Linked DNA regions of Mus musculus: region 1 is linked to region 2. A link is a contact called in public Hi-C data. All regions are on one chromosome and are shown on one strand. Each heading gives the region's core, a stretch centred on a gene start, on an enhancer-like site or on the middle of the called end of the contact. The rest is flanking DNA. Distances are from core to core; before and after follow the strand shown. Region 1 holds the start of Agtr1a (angiotensin II receptor, type 1a). Region 2 has its middle 31 kb from the start of Gm40863.

The links. Hi-C and Micro-C count contacts between places; a contact is called where the count stands out from the background.
Region 1: a contact with region 2 is called in a Hi-C map of rod photoreceptor, with 1.6 times the contacts expected there. The contact joins the promoter of Agtr1a here to the enhancer-like site in region 2. A contact is called at or near these places in 2 of 39 promoter capture datasets (both in liver), 3 of 484 Hi-C or Micro-C datasets (liver and rod photoreceptor) and 1 of 9 other capture datasets (liver).

The regions. Positions count from the first base shown.
Region 1 is chr13:30,330,801-30,338,168 of GRCm38.p6, reverse strand. It overlaps Agtr1a (angiotensin II receptor, type 1a), which reads right to left and starts at 1,813. Exons shown (of 3, transcript NM_177322.3): 1 at 1,580-1,813.
Region 2 is chr13:30,262,398-30,269,297 of GRCm38.p6, reverse strand. No RefSeq gene overlaps it. Among named protein-coding and RNA genes, the nearest start is that of Gm40863, 31 kb to the right of the region's middle. Within about 2 kb of position 4,802, at least 10 of the 459 cell types and tissues checked have an H3K27ac peak or open chromatin away from gene starts, as enhancers often do. A contact at or near this core is called in rod photoreceptor, where this site is marked.

The DNA.
Region 1 (7,368 bases), core at 564-3,063, 72 kb before region 2:
AACCAGAGATGTTAACAGTTTCGAAGACTTTTATCATGGGATAATAAGGTAACCAGTCTAGACTTTTATGTAGTCAGCAATAACCAAAAACCAGAAAGTATCGAGGTTTTAAAAGACTGTAAGAGACCTTCTGTGCAGTGACCAGAGACTCAGAATTGTTAGATAAATAAAAGCACTCTTAATATCGCGCAGCTAATTCAGGGTAAGAACAAGGAGGGTTCCTGGGCATTAGCAGGAAATTGATGGAGAAGTGACCGTCCAAGTGGGGCCTTAATGGCTCCAAAAAGACTTCCGAGATAAGCAAACAGGACAGGTAGTGTTTGTTTGTTTGTGGTTAAACCAAGGAGATAAAACACTAAAACAAGCTTCTTGGAGTCCTTATATTTGTAAAGTGGGTTAAGGCTTTTGCTTAGGGGCAATAAATACAGGGACTCGGTGGCGGTAACTCTCAAGAAAATCGCTTTAGGAATGAAGTACCTTGAAAAGGGAAACAATGATTACTGACTGCAGAGAGCAGGCTGTGAGGCTGCTCTCTCTCTCTCTCTCTCTCTCTCTCTCTCTCTCTCTCTCTCTCTTTTCCTGGAACGACACAGGAGGAAATTAATGTTGTCGACTTCCAAATGAGACCTCAGGGCACACAGAGTGCCCAAATTTTCCTGAAAAAAAAAAAAAAAAAAAAAAAGACGTCTCCCTGGAGTTGATGGTGGGTCTTTATGCTTAAGGACATGGGCAAACATGGACACCCGTAGCCTATTCTCCTGTGCTTAACCAAAGACAGGGAGCAGGTGAAGTCTTGAGCAGGATTGGCTTAAATTTTCTGGAGACCACCATAGTCTGAGGTTGCGGAGACACTGGCCTAAAGGTTTCTCAAGAAAGTGAAATGAGGTAGAAGAGTGGAGAGCCCTGCTCTCGCTCGCTCGCTTCAGTACTGAATCGGAGCCACTGAAATCCAGTGAGGACTACAGGCCAAGACAGCCTGCTGAGATGCAGCCACCAGCTTCTCCCCACTTCTGACTGAAGTATCAAAGCTTGGCTGGGAACACCTGTGGTTATGGCGTTTGGCCCCACTACCATCTATGTGATACTGATGATCCACTAGTAGAACCCGCACTGAGAAGAAGGAGAGAAGGCAGTGCAGGGTCATTGGCAAACAAAGGTGAGGCTGGGGACAATCTTAACTTAAGCTCAAAGTAGCACAACTTCAGATTTTGGCCCCGCGGTCATACAGGCTACGGTTAAATTCAGGTCACAGCTAAAATACAACAGTTATTTAAAAGCACGGCGGAAAACTGACTTGCTTGCCTCACATTTCTGTAGATTTCTAGCCTGTACTCGAAGAGTTTGATCAAAACATTATGACTCCTTTGGACCACGCTGCAAACGAGCGCACTTTCCTCCCACCTGATCCGGTGAAGGGCAGCCCCCTCCAGGCTCATTCCGCTGGCCGGGAGTGAGCTCGCTCCCCTGGGTCCCCCGGGTCCTCCGTGCCCAGTACTCTAGATTCAGATGTGGTGACAAGGAACCTACCCACTCCCGCCCCTGATCACCACGCTGGCGGGACGCCTGGGCTAGGACTCACCCGGGAGAGCAGCAGAGCTGGGAGAGCCGCAGAGCTGGTACTGGCTTCAGCCACCCCAGCGACCCACCCCAGCGACCCGTGGACCAGGACTCAAGCCTCGAGTCCTCTCCGGCCAGACAGCATCATCCAGTCCCTCCCAACTGCCTGGCGATCAGCAGCGAGGCACTTCCATATTTATAGCCTAGGGGGACGTTGCTACTCCGCAGGTTCCAACCCTAAGGCTTTGCACTCCTCCCTCGCCCCGCCCCGCCCCGCCCCGCCCCGAGACCCTCTGTCCAACCCTCTCCCTCTCCAGTTTCTGACGGAGTCTTCCCTGCTGCCAGTCACCGATGTGCCCTTCCAGATCCAAGCTCAGCTGGTCCTGAATCCCACATCCCAGCCTGAAGTGTTGAAGATGGAGGGAGGTGGGCGTAAGGCCACATGAACTGACTCCAAGATAAATGCTTCACTTAGAAAGAAGAAAAAAAAAATCTTGGAAAAATTTTAAGGATGAATTAAGGAACTCCCTTTCTTCGCTGTGGCTGACTCAAAATTTGAGGCCTGTGCTGTGGATTACATATGGCATGGATTAATTTCAGAGTTGTAAAATAAAAGATTATCAGTTCCTCCTAGTTTACACGTGGCTCAAGCTGCATTTATTTTAAAATAAAAACAGACTGCCAAAAAAATAGCACAAAATATTTGAGAACAAAATGAACTCAATTCTAAATTAGAAAGAAAGAAAGAAAGAAAAAAAGAAAGAAAGAAAGAAAGAAAGAAAGAAAGAAAGAAAGGAAGGAAGGAAGGAAGAAAGGAAGGAAGAAAAGAAAGAAAGAGAGAAAGGAAAGAAAGAGAGAAAGGAAAGGAGAGGAGAGGAGAGGAGAGGAGAGGAGAGGAGAGGAGAGGAGAGGAGAGGAAAGGAAAGGAAAGGAAAGGAAAGGAAAGGAAAGGAAAGGAAAGGAAAGGAAAGGAAAGGAAAGGAAAGGAAAGGGGAAATACATTCTGCAGTGTATCACGAGGCCAGAATTACTCTGATACCAAACTCAGGCAACACAGTACAAGCCAACTTCAGACTAACAGCTTCTATGGATGGAGATGCAAATCCTAATGAAGTGCTAGCGATTCAAATCCAGTGGAAAAATAAAGGTATTGAGACCATGATGTGCCCTGCTCTGAATTACTCGACATTGTGCAAAACAATGGCTTTCGACTGCAGAGTTTGTATTTTACAAGCAGCATTGACTCCACTTAAAGTGAAAATGCAGAAGTAGAATTCGCACCTTGATGTGCACATAAACATCATCTGCCTGTCACCAGCTACATGGCACAGATAGATTAACAATTTATTTCTTAAGGCAGAAAGCCCCCACCCCCACCCCACGCCCCATGCCCCGCTACTTAAAAAACAATCGAAGTAAATGGAGACTATAGCCACACACGCCGAGGTTAATATCAAATCTGGGAAACCAGGAGTGACAGCACACTGGACTGGCAAGACTGGAAAAGGGTGCAGCTCTCTCACCTGAGCCCCATGAAGAGAAGAAGCCCTAAGGCTTCAGGGGTAAGAAGCCCTATCTTTCCACCCTGTGTGCGTCACAGAGTGCCCAGCCCTCCTAGAGGCTTCAACTTAGCTCAGTCTCTGCTATGATGTGGCTGTTCTATTTGAAGTGACACATATGCCCACTTGTGTGTCTCTACCTGACATGAAACTGTCTCCAGGGCTGAGTCCTGCACTTGGCTGCTAAAGCCTCTGCCAGTGGCTCAGCTCAAACCTTGACTTTTAGCAGCAGACCTCCAGCAGCGGTTATCTCATTACCATAGAGGCCCCTTTTGACCCCTTTAGCTGCCTGCTTCTCAAGCATCTTTGCAATTCCCTGAGTCCTATTAGATACTCTTCAATGCTATGTAGCCGATGTCTAAATTACATATATGTGTGTGTATATATAGTGTGTGTATAGTGTGTGTGTGTGATGTATAGTGCATAATCTGAAAGTTAATGTTCATAGGTAAGATTGGAATAAAAGGGTCTGTGTTTCTGCATTTGCCTTGTCAGGTTATCAAGGAATTGGACACTCCTTAGCAAATTGATTCTTACAAAGTCAATATTCCTTGTGAATTTATTGTTATCCAATAAATTCTGGCATTGTGAAAAGTCACAGGCATGTTGGTTGAATCTTTGCAAAGATATAAACTCAGTTTTTAAAAGTGCAGGTCTTCTGTTATGAAACCTGGAACAAAGACTCTGCTGGAAGATAACAGGAGCAGCGCCCTACAGGAGACAAGCTCGGGACAGGGCTTCCTGAACTCTGTTCCCTCCAGAACTACAGCCAACAACTGACAAATGAGACCCCATGGAAACTAAAGGTCTTCTGCACAGGGAGAGAAACAGAATCAGCCAACTGAGTGAGGTGGAAGCCCACAGAGTAGGAAAGAATCTTTTCCAGCTATACATTAATTTCCAGAATATATAAACTATTTAATTATATATGATATGCATATAAATTATATTATTATACATAACATGCATATGAATTATATATAGTATATAACATGACATTTAACATGTAACATGTGACATGTAGCATATACTATAACATGATATATAATTATGACATTTGACATATGACATAACATAATGTATTAACACATAACACATAATATATATTTAAGTTATTTAACTATAGGATTAATTTCCAAAATATATAAGTAACAAAAAAAGTCAAGAAAACACAATTTAAAAATGGCCTCTGGATCTGAACAGAGTTCTCTAAAGAAGAAATAACAGTGGCTAAGAAATATATTATAAAATGTTCAACATCTTTAACCATCAGAGAAATGAAAATTAAACTAGTCTAAGATTCCATCTTACAGCCCTAAGAATAGTGAAGATGAAGAAAACAGGTGTTAGCAAATGTTATTGAGGATGCAGGAAAGGGGGGACTTTTGATTGAGAACTGATGCAGCCAATATGGAAATTAGTGTGGAAAATTATTGAAACTCAAAATCCATCTGCCATGTGACCCAGCTACAATGCTCCTTGTCATAATCCCGAGGGACCCGCCATCTACTCCACTGTTCTTGCTCATCCACGTTCATAGCCACTCTATTCATTATAGCTGGGAAACAGGAACAGCCTAAATGTCCTTCCACTAATGAATAGATGATGGAAATGTGGTTCACAGACACAGTGGAACAGTACCCAACTCTAAAAATGTAAAGTAAAATCATGAAATTTGTACGTTAAATGGATGGAGCTAGAAAGTATTACACTGGGTAAGGCAACCCAGATGTAACGTGAAGTATCCCCAGAAAACCAGGAAAACAGAAGGAGATTGTGAGCAGAGGGGAGGAGAAACCCTAGAGAGGGGGTAAGAGGAGATCTGTGTTACAAAATGGAGAAAATGAGGGAGACCTATACTGGACAATAGGAAGGGTAATATATAGGGAGAGGGAAGAAAGAGAAAGAAATAACAGCAAGAGTGTTTAAAATATGTGTGTGTGTGTGTGTGTGTGTGTGCGTGTGTGTGTGTGTGTGTGTGTGTGTGTGTGTGTGTGTGTGTACATTTAACTGAGTTGTGCCACATGAGGTGATAATGATTTTCACAAGAGCCATACACTACCTTGCCATAACTCTAGTGTTAACCATAGGAAATCGTTTATGTTGTTTTCCAAAACAATTTGGGCTGTTGGCAATGCCCTTAGCTGTTCTCCAGAACTCAAAGGTAAGACCGTTTCTGAATACACCACACGTGTTGGACACGGGAGTTGGAACTGACCTGCAAGCCTAAGGACTTGCTCACAGAATGTCAGAAGGTGATAGGCAGGCTGCCAAGGGAGAGACTGGAAAGCCCATGAACCACAATGGCTGGACTGGCCAGATACAGCGGCACTTTTATCTTGGGGTAACCAATAGCTGCCTAATTCAAGTTAGGGCCCATGCCAGAGGAAGAAATGCATGCCTGCTACTGTGCCTTGCCAACTACTACTGGTGGCTGGAGACATCACAGACCAAAGAGAAGAACCTACTACTGTCATTGTTCTAATCAATACAGTTCCTAAGTGTATTATAAATATGAACCTTATCCCTCAGATAAGTCTAGCACTTACTCCTCATCAAAGAAGCTCTGTTTTCAGCAGATGGTGGTTACCTCAGAGATGCAATATGGTCCTAAACAAGACCTGCATAATGGCAAACCCAATTAGCATGCCAACATAAAGTGAGAGATTCCAGCAGCTCCCACCTCCAATTAAGGGCTCAATGGCTATAGAGAGAAGAGAATCCATTTTCTCCAGGGGTGACCTGATAGGTCAGCCCTAAGCACACATACATACTAGCAATGCTAGATGGGCTCAGTGGGACACACACACACACACACACACCTAATCACACACATACACACTGAATCAACACAATAAAAAGTTAAACACAAGAGTTAAGAAAGATATAGAAGTTGGGAACATTTCTAGCTCCCTGTGGCACTCAATTCAACTCACAAGGCAGCTGAAGGAGGTTATCCCCCGGCACTGCTGAAGTCTGTGTGGGTGTGTTCACAGAAGTTGGAACAAGCTTGACGTGAGAAACGGAAATTCAGGAGGTTATGTCCTGAAGTTTTGCAGCACCAGAGCTGGCTGGAAGTACCTGGCAGGCTTCTTTCCCTCACCCGGATGTCTCCATCTCCAGAGACGGACTGCACCATCTCTGAATTTTCGGTTATTTTGCCCCAAATGTCTGTATCTCACTATAATACATACTGTTCAGATGGCTTTCACTAAACTTTATATAACACTCCAAGAAATTATGTTATAAAAAGATAATGTGTTTCCAAAAGGGGTGGATCTTAGATAAAGCCAAAGTTTTGGCTAATTTTGAAAAGTTACTAGTGTTGTCTAATAACCCAAATTTAATTAGTAGATTTGAATTGTGGCATTAAGATAAATCTTCTGTCATTGTGGAGTTCACCAGGAATGCCCCCAAATACAAGTGCATTTTAACAGAATTTTTCCTACTGGGTAGGCCACCCAGCAAGTAGGTATTTTATCTAACAAGAAAGCATAAGCTTAGTGGTTAGAGAGAGACAGGTTTAAATGCCTCATTTAGCAAAAGGGTGAAACAAAATTCTTGTTTTCTACACCAGATTTTGGTAAACAATCCTAAGAACAGATCAACATAGAGGAAAGGTAACCTTAATGTTGTGAACTTCAGTTTCAGCTCTGGGTATTTAATTTTGACCTTAACATTTTTGTTTGTTGGTTTGTCTTTTGTCTTTTCAAGAGAGAATTTTTCTGTGTAGCTCTGGCTGTCCAGGAACTCACTATGTAGGCCACGCTGGCCTTGAACTCTGAGATTCGATTCCTCTGCCTCCCAAGGGCGGAGATCAAAGGCGTGTGCCACCACTGCCCAGTGACCTTAACATTTTAATGACTTTTATATTACAGCTAACTTAGTTATAACCATGTCTTCTTTCTGTACGTTTGGCATTCCCAACCTTCAGTTTTGTTCTCTTTCATCTTTCTATCTTGGAATAATCTTCTATTTCACAACAAAACCCTCTGTACAAAAAACATTCCTATAAAAGCATTTTCTTGCTCTTTAACACTTTTATCAAAAATTCACTTTATATCTATAAACTTTACATATTTTATTAATATAATGATTCCTTCATGCATCATTGATACTATTACTATAAAAATTATAATGCTTTTATAAATTTTATAGGAAAAAATTTCTTCCTGAATATGCTAATTATCTGTAAACAAAAGCCAGGAAACTGTATCTAAATCAGAGCTAAAACCATCAATCAAAGGCCCTG
Region 2 (6,900 bases), core at 3,553-6,052:
GGTCTGTCTTACATTGCATAATTGAGCTCCATTTGTCAGGACTCCATAGAGAGAAACATACCAAAAAACGTCAGGTGGTGTGCTGCAGTTTGTTGCCGCTTCCAAGGACTCGGGCTGATTGCATGCATGTGCTGAGGCACGACCCACGCTGAAGGAAGGCACGTGGCAGACACATGATGTTTGGAGGGTATAAGTAGGACTCCACAGAGCTCTGGAGACAGAGCTTGGCTTGCTCGTGCAGCTAGCTGTGCAACGCTTGTGGGTCTGGAGTCTTCACTTCCCTGAGAGAGGCACAGCTGAGAACTCCTGGTGTTCTTTTGGCCTCTCCTGCTCAGTCGAGCCAAGACAGGCCTGGCTGTCTCTGCTAGGCCGTGTCACTGCTGTTGCTAACCCGACTCTACGGAACTGGACTGCTGGTGTATCCGTGAGGTGTTTGTGAGTGGATCGAGCTGCCGCTGCCTGCTAGCCGACCTGTGAACTGGACTGCTGATTTCCAGATAACACAGACAGGAGCTGCTCCAAAAAATTAACATTGCAGGTGAACACATTTATCTGACTCTTCTTGCTGGCCCTGAAAATGTCTCTGGTTTGACAACTCCCTTCAGTATTAATTTAAGGCCAATTTAACTGGCCCGGAGGATGTCCAGGCATTTGAGTAACAGTGTTCTGGGTGATATTGTGAGGTGTTTCTACATAACATTAACACTTCAATATGGGAAATGAGGAGGACAGTCTGAACAGAGTAGAAAGACTAAGTAAGAGAGATTCTATCTCTCTCTCCCTCTCCTTCCCTCTCCGCCCCCCGCCCCCCGCCTCCCACGTCTTCCCTCCCCTCTCACCTCCAGGTGTGTTCACTGGACTTCAATCTTCTCCTTTAAGCTCGGGCTCAGAGAAGAACTCTCGCCCCAGAGAGTCTCCTGGATCTCCGGCTTGCAAATTGTGATCTTGGGCTTAGTCTCCAAGGAATATAAATGGTGTAGGTCACACATATATTTATACCTACACAATTGACTAAATTTGTTTGCAACTCCAGTTCTTCTGTTTCTCTGGAGGCTGCTCCCTAATACACTCCGCTTTTCTCTCTGCCCAGACAGATGCCCACGTTTACCGCCTCTATCCAACACAGAACTGGAAGTCTTGGCCAGGGTAATTCATCAAGAGAAAGGAATCAATGGTGCCAGATGAGAAAGGGAGAGGGTACAGTGCCCCATCGCCAATGTGAATTTACATTTAAATTTACGTTTAATAACTTTAATTTTAATATAATTTAATAATTTAAATTTTAATTTAATAAACTTTACTAAATGTATCTAAATTTACATTAATAAATTTAAATTGAGAGAATCTTAAAGACTCCATAAGACAACCCACCATAACGGAACTATCCTATAAAGTTATAGGGTTATGAGAACACATGAAAGTCAGTAGCGTGTCCACATTCACATGTGAAGGCCTTTTGAGAAACTGATCAGGGCAATAAACACATTTACAAGAGCAACTGTGAAAGATAAAATGTTTAGAAATAAATTTAGCTTGGGGCAGGGGTAGGGCCAAAGAGATAGCTCAGAGGCTAAGAGTATATAGCTCTCGTAGAAGATCCAAATGCAGTTCCCAGCACCCATGCCAATTGGCTCACAACCACCTATAACTCTAGTTCCAGGGGAATCCCATTTCTCTGGCCTCTGGCAATACCTGCATTCACATGTATAATACACACACCTTCACATAATCAAAAATAATATAAATAAATATATATTAAAAGTTTAACTCAGGAATTGAAAGGCTTGTATGCTGAAAACCACAAAACACTTGAAAGAAAAATCTAGGAGACAATAAATGAGACATTCCATGTTCACAACTTGGAAGAAGTAATATTCAAATACCCATAATGCCCAACATGATCTATAGACTTGATATAACTATTAAGAAAGTTCAAATGACATTTCCCATAGAACTAGAAAATGAAAATTTTATCATTCATTTGAAACCTCAAAAAAATATTTAAGGTAATCTTAAGAGAAAAAAAAAAAAGAAAGAAAGAAAATAGCCAGAGACATCACACTTTCAGACTTCAAAATAATCTATAGAGCTATAATAATCAAAATGGCATGGCATGCAGTGATGTAGAAACAGAGAGGAGGAGGGGAGGGGAGGGGGAAGGGGAGGGGAGGGGAGGGGAGGGGGGGGGGAAGGGGAGGGGAGGGGGAGAGGGAAGGAACCAGAATGCACAGTTTCCGTGCTCTCCGAATTCTTGCTTGATTTTTTTCTCTGACTTCCCTCAGTGATGGATTGTTGTGGAGAACAGATGAAGTCCAGGGGGGCTGTGTATTATTAACATGGACACGGTCATATCAAAGACCCCAATGCCTCGGACCCATGTGAGTGGCAAGGTCTTCCCAGGGTCAGGCTTAGCGGAACCACAAAGCCAGCTCAGGGTGTGGATGTGGATAGTGGGGGGGGGGGGGGCGTCAGCTGTGGCTTCCTCCTCCCTCCCCAGGACTGCAACCTGAGACTCCCTACAAAGATGCCCTACTTAGATTAACTCACCTGTCTCCTCGTGGTTGCTGCTGTAAATAACAAATGCCTGGAGTTTCCAAGAAGCTGCTGCTGAGTCTCCAACAGCTCACAAGCCCGCCCAAGGCACTGGATCCCAGCTTCACTGCCTCCGTGTCTGTTGTTTCCCCCATCTGCCCAGTTAGGTCAGTCCCTATGCTATAGACCACAGTGGACTAGGACTTGCATGTGAGCCAAGAAACACTTCTGCCCCTAAGCAGACTCACATCCCTCACCTTAGCTAAGAGCGGCCCTGCCATGGTGAGCCAAAAGAAATCCTTCCTCCCCTCTTAGTTAATTCTCTGTTTTTTTGCTAGAACACCAGAATCAAGGCAACTTGAGAAGAGTTTATTTCCAGTTCAGAGGGATGAGAGTTGATTATGGCAAGGAAACACGGCGACATGCAGCATGTACTAGAACAGGCACACGGAGGCTAGAGCAAGAAGCCGAGAGCTCACGCCCTCAAATGCAAGCACGAGGAAAAGAGAGCAAACCGGAAGTTGCTGAATCATTTTACTCTCAAAAGTAGCCCCCACTTCCGTGAGGTACTTCCTCCATCGAATCTGCCCCACCCAAACCTCCCCCAAACAGCGCCCCCTGCTGAAGACCTCATGTTTAAGTGCCTGAAGACCGTGGTGAACATTCCCAGTGCAAAACCTCCCTGCCTGAAGTTGCTTCTTGCCAGGCATTTGATGAGCAATAAGGAAATTAAACCAGCACCTGCATTTCCTCTACATTGTCCATAAAACTACATAGAATATCCTATTAGGGCCTTTATACCATATGCATCCCCTAAAGTTGCTTCTCCGTTTTTATTCTTCATACTCTACATTTGTTTTCTTTCCTACAACTTCAAAAACCGGGCTTCCTTACTCTTGTCTCTGTTTCTGATGTTTTCTTAAGCAACTGCCTCCATCCTCCCAAATGCGTACTGAATGGCCCCAAACTTTTATCCTTATGCTGTGGAACTACAAATCTCGTCCACTTCAGCAACTCACTTAAACTCTTGGCAGCAGCTTATTTAGATCATACCAAATTAAATCCAATGACAGTCCCTGTCCGCCTGCATCACTGCCCTCCCTGATCGGTGAAGGAATGGCCATTACCCAGCAGCCCTGGCTCATTCTCAACTTCTATTTCGTGTCTTGGATAATTCTGGATCCATCACTTGTCTCCATGCCTGCTGTCAACAAACAAGTTGTCACACATATTCTCTGGTCCTCTCTCTAACCACTTCTCTCTCTACACCCTGAACAATCTCTCTTTTTATAAAATTTGAGGCAATTTGACTTGAATAAAACTGGAAAAGGTGCATTACAAAGCTCTTTCATGGTGATATCAAATGATAATATCAAGTGGTAGTTTTTTCATAATTTTTATTATTCGATTCATCTTTCTATTTTATAATATACAAAACATTTATATATAAATATATATATACTATATATAAAACATTTTCTATTTGAAAGTGAGTTCCACACAAAATGCCTTCCTTGCACCTAGATATTTTATTATGTTCAGACAAGTTGTTATTTTTGATAACCACAATATAATAAGCAAAATCACAGAATAAAGATTTATGTAAAAATCTAATTATAGGACTGTTACAAAATTTTCCAGTTATCCTACCATTCATTTCCCTTGATTAAAAAAAAAAACAAAAACAAAAAACCAAGTCTGTGTCCAGGATCTAAGCCAGATTACACGCTGCCCTGTCACTCTCAGTCCCCACAACCTGAAACAGCTCCTCCAGTCTCTGTAATCTTTTCTAATTGGATTTTCTGTGTGTGAGGCACAGGTCCTGTATTTGCAGAGTGCACTTACTGCTCATTGTGCTTTGTGTGTTCTCAACGTCTGATCCAGATCATGCATTGGTGGCCTGCTATCCCAGAGACTGTGTTTTATTCTTCTCTATGACTACCGAGGAAAGCCCGTGTTTATACATTGTCACTGACGGTGGCAACCCTGACCACTGATAGGGCATCTGCTAAATTCAAAGACTCAAAAAACCCAGGACCTCCTAGCAGTCCTTCCTGTTAGAGGAAAGAGAAGGTCATCAGAGCGTTCTCCTGTCCCCAAGTAAAGCTGCGTGTGGTCACATTCTGGGTGTACAAGGTCTTGACGGTGCTCGAGGAGACTAGACAGAAGGTTGACGAAGGCGTGCGCTCCAGTGACTTGTCTTTACTGAGTTACGACCTTCCCCATGATGCCCCTGGAGGGAAGCCCAGCAAGCACAGCGGTTCAGCAATCAAGGCTTGGGTGCACCAGCTATGGTGATCTCTGTCCCTGACACAGGAAAGCTGCTGCCCTGGGGCTCCCTACACTGCTCTCTGGTACTCCACCGTCTCTGCTCCTTGGCAGGTGTTCGGCTTTTATAACCCCAGGGGCAGGGGGTTGACACGATGGTAATTTACCAATTAATTTATGCCATATGAGCTTCTTCTGTCTCACATCCCCATTCTAGATCCTTCCTGGCACCGTTTCTCAAACAAAGCATTGTAACTCATCGCTGAATGTTCAGCATGGTGTCGGTGTAACAAAGAAACGCAGTTCAGAAAGTGCATGGCCTTTCTGTTTCTCGGCAGAGACTATGCCACGTTCAAAGATTACCAAAGCCAAGAGTCAATCCTAAATATACGATTCATTCAGATTAATAGGACAAGAGGAAAATTTTTATATAACTTCTGAAATGGATACAAATTTGGCACTATCAGAATGGGGCCCAAGAAGGAGGCTGAAGCTTCAGGTCCTGATACCATCATCTGCTACAAGTATGTCCACAGGAAAACCATGCCCCGGTTTAAAGAGGAAGATAAGTAGCTAGTTCCAGAAACTGGAGCTATGGCTCAGCAGCTATGGCCCTGGCCCCTGCTGTCTGTGGCAGGCAGGAGTGCTGGCTCTCCCCACACTGTCTGAGCAGCGTAGCAGGAGAGCTGAGGCAGTGCTGGAGAGCTTGTCTTAGTGACTTGGGTGCAGGAGAGCTGCCTCAGATAGTGTGAGCACTGCAGAGCTGGTGGGCTGACCAGCTCAGCTACCAACCAGGCCCAGATCCAGGGGTTGAGTTATTCCACCCCATCTATGAACTGTGGGAGTCCATGAAAGGGCTGGTCCTGCAGATCTCCATGACACATGATGACACCAAGATATCCCAGGGGAGTCCCAGTGAGGATCCAGTATTGACAGTGTAGCAGAAGCCAGAGGCCTCACATGAGACCAATGATTCACTGCAATGAACATTTGCAAGTCAATCTGTTTGGGCAAAGGGGTATATACTGTGTGACAGGCCGTGACACATCGCAGCTTCCACAGTGAGATTTTTTTAATTATTTTTTTTTCTTTTGTGAGGGAGATCTCAAGGGTAGAGTGCAGAGATGGAGAGATGAGGAGATGTGTGGGATTGGGGTGCATAATGTAAAAAAAAAAATCAATTTAAAAGTTAAAAATATAAAGCCTACCTACCACTCTTGCAGGAGACTTGAGTTAACATCCCAGCACCTGAGTAGGACAGCTCACAACCGCTTGTAAGTCCACACGATCCGACGCCCTCTTCTGGCCTCTACCACCACTGCATTCAGGTGCACATGCTCACACCGGCACACGCAGACATGCACATTTTAAAAATAATAAAAGTAACTCTCTGTAAAATACTTGGTCCCAGGCTGGAGAGGTGGTACAGAGGTCAAGAGCACTGGCTACTCTTCCAGAGGTTCTGAGTTCAAATCCCAGCAACCACATGGAATACTGAGCATCTATCCTGAGATCTGGTGTCCTCTTCTGGCCTGCAGGGATATACACATAAACAGAACAGTTGTGTGTGTGTGTGTGTGTGTGTGTGTGTGTGTGTGTGTGTGTGTGTAATAAATCTTTATTTTAAAAAACAAACTTGGTTCCTCTAATTCTAATTGTGTGGGAACCAATGAGAAGAGCGTGTGGGAAACTGAGCCAAGTTGTAAATTACAAATAAAACGTGTCTGACTCTGGAAATCAGTCTGGCGGTTCCTCAGAAAATTGGACATAGTACTACCGGAGGATCCAGCAATACCTCTCCTGGGCATATATCCAGAAGATGCCCCAACTGGTAAGAAGGACACATGCTCCACTATGTTCATAGCAGCCTTATTTATAATAGCCAGAAGCTGGAAAGAACCCAGATGCCCCTCAACAGAGGAATGGATACAGAAAATGTGGTACATTTACACAATGGAATACTACTCAGCTATTAAAAAAAATGAATTTATGAAATTCCTAGGCAAATGGATGGATCTGGAGGGCATCATCCTGAGTGAGGTAACACATTCACAAAGGAACTCACACAATATGTACTCACTGATAAGTGGATATTAGCCC